Linked DNA regions of Arachis hypogaea: region 1 is linked to region 2. The links are chromatin contacts, called in public Hi-C maps. All regions are on one chromosome and are shown on one strand. Each heading gives the region's core, a stretch centred on a gene start, on an enhancer-like site or on the middle of the called end of the contact. The rest is flanking DNA. Distances are from core to core; before and after follow the strand shown.

Region 1 (4,773 bases), core at 1,576-4,075, 120 kb after region 2:
GAAAAATCAATGATTAAATTAGTACAATTCGCCAATCTCAAAAATAAAAATGGAGTTTAACTCCGTTACTTAGCTTTAGCCTTTTAAGTATTTTATGATTAACGTAATACAATTAATTATTACAATGCAATATAAATTATCAATAAAATGATATTCTTTATAGTTAATATGTTAATTACCTTGATCTATCACATCAATCAATAAACGTATCATCATGTCTATTATAATTTGTCTATATTAATATTTTGATATGAATTATTGAGTTTAATTTTAATACAAACAATCACATTCGTTCTTTTGGATAATCATTTACACGGTCAAATATAAAAGTTAGTTAATTTTACTATCATTATGTAATTGAATGCACATGTAAAATTACTTTTTACTGATAGTACATCAAAATTAAATTCGTAAATTATTTTGCGTAATTATTTTGAAAAGAAATATTCTTTGGTGTTTATTTATCTAATTTTTTAAATCACAAAAAAAAATCCAAATCACATCGGAAAAACAGTGACGGCGTTGGGCGCGATGCGATGGAGGAGAGAGACGCAACGGAGGGCGCAAGGGTGTGCGGCGTGATGGAGGACAGCGATGAGAGAGAGGAACGATAGTGGCAGAGGATGCGACGCGATGGAGGACGCGTCCACTGTGGCACGATCGCAATAGCATCCTCGCATGATTTCTCCCTACAGCGACGACATGAAGGAACGCACACGCAACTCGCGCGAGAACTCCCTCAAGCTGCGACGCGAGTCGCGCATTGCGGAGACGGAGATGCGGCGGCGGCAAAGGATCTGCGCGACAGAAGGTTGACGCGATGAGAAATTTTGTTTAGAGGAGGTTATTTTGCCTAATCTTAATTATTCAAAATCTGATTTTTAAAAAGGAGAGTGCTAGATAAACAATGACTATTTTGAACAACATAAACAACCACCAATCAAATGAAAATACACTACACCCTAATTTAATGCTACTAATTAAATTTACTCTTTTAATCCTATTAATTTACATTATTTACACATTGTTCAAAAATCTTGTTGGTTACTTATACTTTTCTTTTTAAAAAAGTTAAACTTAATTAATAAAAAAGTTGTTTAAGTTGGTTGGTAAGTGTGTTGACCCTGTATTTTCTCATTACCATACTATTAAGACTCAATATATACTAGTCATTTCAACTTTTTTAGTATCTAGTTTTTTCTACTTAATTGTTTTCCTTTTTCTTTCTGTGTTTTAATGCAAAACAAAAAGAGGGCTAAATTAAACATGCATGTTAAGCCACTACCAGTATTATTTTATTAAATAAAACGATACAATTTCGGTGTGAACATAGATATCGATAGTAAGGTGTAAAGTGTGGTAGGCTGCATCGTGTTAGATGAAATTCGTGATTTTTGGCAGTATTAGACTTCAATTTGGCAAATTAACGTAATTAAGTTCTAAGTAAGAGATCATGCGATTGTGTGAACATGCATGTATCATGTATGGAGCTATATATAGCTAGCAAGCTAGCTAAAGCCTAGAGAGTACGACAATAAAATCTTGTGCAGGTTTAGGTTTCTTAATTAGATTCAATGGTCTCACGAGTCACGAGCAGCATTAGTATCCTTAAACCTTAACATGAAAGGGTAGTGTTGTTGTTTAAATGACGTTTATTTTAATTAAATAATGTTAATGTTGTTGCTTAATGATGTTTATTCATTAATAATAGTAATGGATTTTTTTTTTTGGGAATTTGATATTAGAGAAATTAGAATTAATAATGTTGGGTAATATTTTTTGGTAATTTTTGGGACCAGCACGTTTTTTTCTTGATATTTGTTAATAATATTAGTTTGTTAATAATAATATTTTTTGGATAATTTTAAGAAATATTTATTTTATATATTTAATAATATTATTAGTTAGTATATTAATAATTATATTATTTTAATTATAATATTATGTTTATAATTATATTATGTTTAATAATATTATTAATTATATTTGTTAGTATGATAATAGAAATGATAATTTTTTGGATAATTTTAATAATGATATTAATTAGTGTATGTTGATGAAAATTAGAATTATTTTTTTTTGATGATTTTATTAATTATATTAGTTTGTATGTGAATACAAATTAGAATTTTTTTTTTTGGGGGGTAAATTGTTAATTTTATTTGTAAGTATATGTTGTTGGATAAGCCCCAAAAATGACAATACAATTGGGTTTGTACTTTGTACTTTGTAGTCCATAATAATATATAAAACATTATTTTCTTTTAAACACATATCTTAATATTTTAGAAGTTTAGTACACTGCGGTCTAAAAAAGAATTAGCACGTACTTCGTCGTTTCTCATATAGAAAAATAAAAGAAAGTCTAAAATCCCAAATTGGTCAAGTTAATCTCTGACCCCCCAAAAAAATTGACAAATTGATTCATGTTATTTTAAAATATTAGAAAATTAATATCTAATTTTTTTAAAAAGTCATAAAAATTAGAGTGGTTAATTAAATTGTCTAAAATTTTAAAATAAAAATTGATTTATGTATTTATTCAATTAGAAACTAATTCTTTTAATATTCTTAAAAGGGAAAGGTTGTAGCTACCAAAATTTTCTTTGTAGTTGTACTCTATTTTTTCCACAAAAAAATTGATCTCCTAATCTTCTAAATCAAGTAAGAGACAAATTATCAATTTTTTATAGAAACTAATTTGGATATCACTCAAAAAAAAAAAAAAAAAAACATGCTGGGGATTAAAAATGGGGGCTCCAAAACTATCATCGTAGAAGGCGGTATTAAAAAGTCCAACATCTATTATATAGTCCACTCCAAAATGGTTTCTTTGAAATCAAAGTCGCTGATGTGTAAGCCCACCAAATTCGTCTAGGCCTTATATGGCACACAGTTACTGTTGAGATTAATGTTGGCTTGAAGTCCCAAAAAAAATGAGATTAAATTTGGGTCAGAGAAAAAACAATTAAAGAAAGGATTAAATTTGAATCAACAAAACTAGGGTGGCAACCGGCGGGCAGGGGCGGGTTTTTGCTCTACCCGACCCCGTCCCGCCGTACAACAATTCACATAGAATCCGTCCCGTTTCTATCCACGGTAGTAAAACGTTGAATCCTAACCCGCCCCTGCGGGTACCCGCCCCACCCTATAATTATTAAAATCTAATAAATAAAATTAAATTTCAAAATTTATGTAACCACTAACCACCATCACATATATAACATAAATTAAAGTAAAAATTTAAATATGATATAATATTATTAATCATTTACTAATTATTTTATATATATTACACATAATATATATTAAAATTATATATATTATATATATACCGGAGCGGGTATTACCTAAACCCGACCTGTCCTGCTCCTCTCAAGAACCTGCCCCGCTAAAAACCCGTCTCGGTGCGGGGCAGATAATACCTGCCCCGAGCGGGTAGGGGCAGGGTGGGTACCCGCGGGTTCGGGTGGTGTTGCCATCCCTAAACAAAACCAACTTGGTTAGTTGGGTAGTCAGCTTGCTCGTCCGCTTAGACTAAGTGTTGAGAGTTTAAATTTCACCTTGTGCATGCAGTACCTCATTGGCCAATGACAGATCCTTAAATGGAGCTCAAATCCGCGATAGATTAATCTTTGACTTGTCGAATTTTAGAATACTATGGACAATTAAAACAAAATGATTGATTAGTCATTAGCCTATCAGAATAAAAGATAGAGTAAAAAACTAAAAAAAATTGATTTGATTTAATCACTAATCTACTAAACAAGTGTCAAAAATTCAAAATTAATTGGACAACAACAAACCTTGTCAAATTAGGAGATGATGTAGAAAATTTTTTTCAATCAGAGCTTTGTTATGACCATGGGGCATGCCCCTCACACCCCAAAAGTTTTTATATAAACATTAGTAGTTTGAACACCTGTGATTCGAATTCATACTCATTCAAATTTTAACTAATTATAAAAAATCAATTAAATAAACGATAAACCCAGAAAAACTTTTGCCTCCATGAATACATTTTCTTGTCCCCTTTCTAATTTTCAGTTACTATCGTTAAAGCTTTGTTTTTTTTTTTTACTTAATTTAATATTATTTTATTTTTTATGAATTATGAATTCTTTGATTGGAATTTTCTAGATAGAGGCATTCAAATATTCATTTAATTTTGGCTATTTATATTGATAAAAAATATTGAAAAGTTAAGTTTATATTTCAATTATTAAAAATGTCAAGCTACTTAAGATTTAAAGAGTATTATTTTAAAGTATTTTATAACTTTTATTTGTAAAATTATTCGTTTATTAATATATCAGTGTCATACTTTAAAAGGTAAATTATAAAAATACACTCGGATTATTTTGGTGTTAACAAAAATACTGTCAATTTATATTATCAACAAAAAATATCTTTAAATTATTTAAAAATGACAAAAATACCGTTATTTTCATTAACGTAGTACGGCTCAATTCACAGAGGTATATCTTTGACACGTTTTTAAATTATTTGAGAGTATTTTTGTCGATAACAAAATTCGAAAATATTTTTGTCAACAACAAAATAATTTAAGTGTATTTTTGGTAGTTTTTTCTAATTAAAAAATATTTATATTTATAAATTTCATTTAATATAAATGCTATTGTATACTTTTGTGTTAAAATTTTTTTTGTCCCCACAAAAATTCTGTCTAAGCAGTTATATAAGATTTGACACTGCCAGGGGAAAAAAATGACAACCCTTTTATTAACAATAACACATTTAGGAGCTAACATT
Region 2 (4,557 bases), core at 1,369-3,868:
TGTGTCGCTCTTAGAATCACAGGCATTGTGAGCATCACTCAAGGTGTCCTCAAAACTGCCTAGAAGAGAAGAAGATCCATCAATGGCAGCATCTTCTTCCTCTTCTTCGTCTTGGTCTCGGTCATTCTTGTCGCTGGAAGATTTATGGGTCTTCCAATTGTACAAGAAGACCCTCTTGTTGGTGGTAGGTGGCACAGAGTTCACGTGAGAGTCAAGTTGAGAATGGGAAGTGAACTTTGTGGTTGTGGTGGGGCCATGGACGTTGTTGAAGGCAGAATTCCATGCAGATACAGATGCAGATCTTGAGGAGTTGAGTGGTGACTTCCATGAAGAAGTGGTGCCAGGATCCCTCAAGACACGAGCTGCTTTCCGAATTTGGGTAAGCTCCTTCTTCAGGTGCAGCTTGCTTGCCATTTCTGACATCTCTCTTCTCTTCAATTTGCATTCACTTAACTCATCAATATCATTGCAAGTAAATCAAAAGATGATCTTTAAGATGTTGGAGGAAAATGCCCATCTTTTCTTCAAGAAATCTGATCCCCTTCACTTATTTCTTTGCTGCACCAGCTACAATGTTCTAACCTGTTAGAGTGAACAAGATAATCCTATGAACAAAATTTTACATTCACAATTTTCACAAGTGGCATAGACAAGACTCAGTCAACTTATTTCTGAAGCTAAGATGTTAAATATAACTTACAGTATCATTTTCCTTGAAACCTCAATTCTATTTTTTTATTTACCAGAACAAAGAAAACGAGCATAAATGCGTATGCATATACCTTAGCATACAAAACGGAAACTCAGGATAATTGTAATGATCCAAATCAACCTTATTACCCTGGTTGCTCCAACTGAATTGCCAAAATTTTAGCTTATGTGCAGCTCCTGGAACACCCAGGATATTATTAATTTGACCCTGCATTAGGTGCTATTGAATTATTGAAAAACAATATTTAAATTTATCCTAGATCAAATATAACATGACACTAATAACCCAAACAATTAACAATTTTTAGTTCATGCAATAACCAGGATGTGATTTATATATCTATTTTTTATCCAATTATATGCTAAAATTTTAGCTCATGCAAGGTTTTTCTCATTTACCAGAACCGGGAAAGAAAAAGAGCATAAATACCTATGCATATGCCTTAGCATAAAACGTACAGGTTAAATAAAATAAACCCTTTCATTAATCAGATCACTGAATACGACTTAATTGACAAACATCCTCTTCATCTATCATCATCAAAGGAGGAAACATAAACAAAATCACAAATAAGTGTAATTAAACTTGCAAAGGAAAAATGAGATCAGCAGCATCAAATTGAGATCATGTAAAAATCTTTTAAACTCACCATTCCTTATGCCAGTTATCATCATATTGTAAAACCTTGAAAATAATGTAATCATTTGAACGACAAAATTTTTCAGATATGTTGTATGTGTGTTTTTCCTCCCCTGATCCATTAGCAACTTTTAGTCAACACAGGAATTTCAGATCCAAATTATAGTTCTCTCTTTACAGCTGTAAACTGTATCAAAAAGAAAACTATGAATTTTGCAAAAACTTATAGTTCGCTGCTACATATACCATGCTAATTCCAATTTTAGCAACTAATATTAATTACCATTAATCAGTGCATATTAATCAATTTAGAAAATACGCATGTGTATTAACATTCCTGATCCTTGCATAATTTTATTTATGCCCCGCAACAAGCTACAAGATCCAAAAAGAAGTTCACCATTGGACTAGAGAACAAGGATGCAGCAGTATTCAACTCTTTTTCACAAATCTAAAGAATAGAGATCACGAGGAATTAATTTAGTTTGACAACACTACAATGTGAACATAAATTATATAAAAAAAAGTAGGTGCTTATATCTTGATCTATTCTTTGATGAGTATAACACTCCGGGAATGTGATTAGGAAATGAAAAAGGGAGAAATAAAAAGAAAAACTAAGAGAGAGTAGCTCACCATTGAACGCGTCGGAGAAGAGAAGGACGCCGCGGAGAAGAGGCGGACGCGGCGAAGCAGATGAGAACGCGGCGGAGTGGACGTGGCAGAGCAGAAGTGAGCAACAGGAAGCGAACGAAGCAGATCCGTGCGACGTGGTGGACGGCAGAGCGCGGTGCTAGGGTTTCGTTGAGGAGGTTTGGAAATGGAGTTTAGAGAGAGAGAGAGAGAGAGAGAGAGAGAGAGAGAGAGAGAGAGAGAGAGAGTAATGGAGGGTGAATGATGGAGTTTGCGGCGGTTCTAGGGTTCGGTGAAGGTGAGGTAAACGAGGTGCAGAGGGAGAGAGCGTGGAGAGGGTGTAGGGAGAGGAAGCAGCAGAGGGAGTAGGGAGATGACTGTGTTGTAAAGAAAGTTGAGACTTTAGAGGGAGGATCAGTATTACTACGAGGAAGATGCAACTTCAAATATTAATGCGTGTCATATAGTCCATTCAATAAAAATATTTTGACGATGACAACTCTTTTTCCGTCTTCTTCCTCTTGGTTCTGGTCGTTCTTGTCAAGAAGACCCCCTTGTTAGTGGAAGGTCGCATGTGTTAGGGAATCACATTTAATAAATCGCAAATTTTGGAAATGAGAAACATGGAATGAACTAACAATTTTGGGAAAATATGGAAGATTTGTTGACTAAGCGAAAGAATTTACAATTTTACCAAATATAAAAAGATGATACATATAACATTTTTTCTTATATGTGGAGATAATAAGCTACATAAAAAATAATATTTTTTCCTTCATTAACATAAAACTATAACTCTTTTCTATATCAGTAATTCGCAGTAATTCAGTATATTACAAACGAAATAATCATAAAGAAGACATCATATATTTCTTTTCTCTATACACTCACGGACTCAATTTTTGGTGTTACATAAATTAATTTTTGGACAAATTTTACAGTGCTTATAATTTAGTGTCTAATTTTTACTTAATTTATTTTTTATGATAAAATTTAAATATTTAATAATTATTTATTTTTATATTTTAAAATTAAATATTAATTTTTAATAAGTTAAACAAATATTTTTAAACACTAGGGGTGTGTATGGTCCGACCCGTTCGAATACCTGGTTCGGCTCCGAACACTTTAGGAGATATTTTTGTGTGATTTCACCGGGTTTAGAGTCGGGTAAGGGTCTCAAAAATAGACCCAATCATTATTTCGGGTCGGGTCCGGACTATGGCTCGGGCCATCCGAAGTCGGTCCGATGGTCCGGTCATCATACACAATTAATATTTTATGTTATTAGTGATGGATGATGGCTATTCTTATGTGAAATTTAAGTATTGTAAACTTTAATATTTTGTGTCATTAGTTATTATAAGACTATAAGTTAATATTTTATGTTTAAAATGCATAAGATTTTAGACTAATGCATAATATTGTGTTATTTATATTGATTTAAATATTTGGTGTTATTAGACAATTTAGTATTGATTATGATTATACTTTAATTTTAGAGAAGAGTTGGTTTTTGTTATATTTTTCTAAGTGAATTTTACCATGTCAAATAATAGTTGGAGTTTTAGAAATTTGGATATTTTCACATGCTAGCTTATAAGAAGGTATCAAGAAAATGTAATGTTAACGGCCCGGTTTTCACCCAATTTTTATCCGGTATAATCGGGTTTAAGACTGAGTTCGGATCTAATAAATAGGCCCGGTATATATTTCGGGTTGGATCGAAATCACATCAAACCCGATTCCACCCGACCCATACACACCCCTGTTAAATACCATAACAATTTCCTAACTCTTAACATTCAAAATTGATTTTTGCCCACGTACTTATAACATAAAAGCCTATATATATATAATATGAAACCCAACCCCATATTTATACGATTTTAGTACTCATGAGCCATATAATTTTAATTATTATTTTATATCAAAAATATTAAATATTATTAAAATTTATTATTTTTTATTATTAGTTAATTATCGATATTTAAAAATATAGAATAAAATATATTATTAAATTTTTAAACTAAAAAAATTAGACTAAAAAATTATATTAATCACTAAATAATAGCTAAAAAAATAAATTTTGAGTGCTTTCTAATATTTCTCTTACAAAAATAATTATTTTGTATCTTTTTAAAAAATATGTTACTATTTTTTTCCTAAATATGTAACTTACAATATTCAATCCAAATAAATTATTAAGAATTATAGCAAGAAAAAGCAATATATCATTATTATTACCAAAAATATCTCCAATGTTAATTTTAAGTTCAATCTTATTTTAAATTTATAAAAAATTTAATTATTTTATCAATCCTTATAATTTTATCGAATTTTTAATTAGATTTTTATATTTTTTTTCTTTTTAATTAAATTCTTATACCATATCAGATTTTGTAACTAAGTCCTTATCATAATAAGAACATTGAAATTAACATAATTTTTTATTAAATTATATAGAATATTCTGTCAGATGTTAGGCATATTCATTTCGTTTAACAAAATATTCCATTAATTCTAGTATTTTGTCATGACATGGTCTTAATTACAAAGTATAGGACCTAACT

What was found. Hi-C and Micro-C count contacts between places; a contact is called where the count stands out from the background.
Region 1: a Hi-C map of leaf shows a contact between it and region 2, with 3 times the contacts expected there. The contact joins the enhancer-like site here to the promoter of LOC112784371 in region 2. A contact is called at or near these places in 2 of 8 Hi-C or Micro-C datasets (both in leaf).

Annotation. Positions count from the first base shown.
Region 1 is chr20:132,225,411-132,230,183 of arahy.Tifrunner.gnm2.J5K5, forward strand. No RefSeq gene overlaps it. Among protein-coding and RNA genes, the nearest start is that of LOC140183305, 12 kb to the left of the region's middle. Within about 2 kb of position 2,826, at least 3 of the 3 cell types and tissues checked have open chromatin away from gene starts, as enhancers often do.
Region 2 is chr20:132,109,944-132,114,500 of arahy.Tifrunner.gnm2.J5K5, forward strand. LOC112784371 (protein STICHEL) reads right to left here and starts at 2,619. Exons shown (of 7, transcript XM_025827549.3): 1 at 1,988-2,619; 2 at 1-582. The coding sequence starts at 423.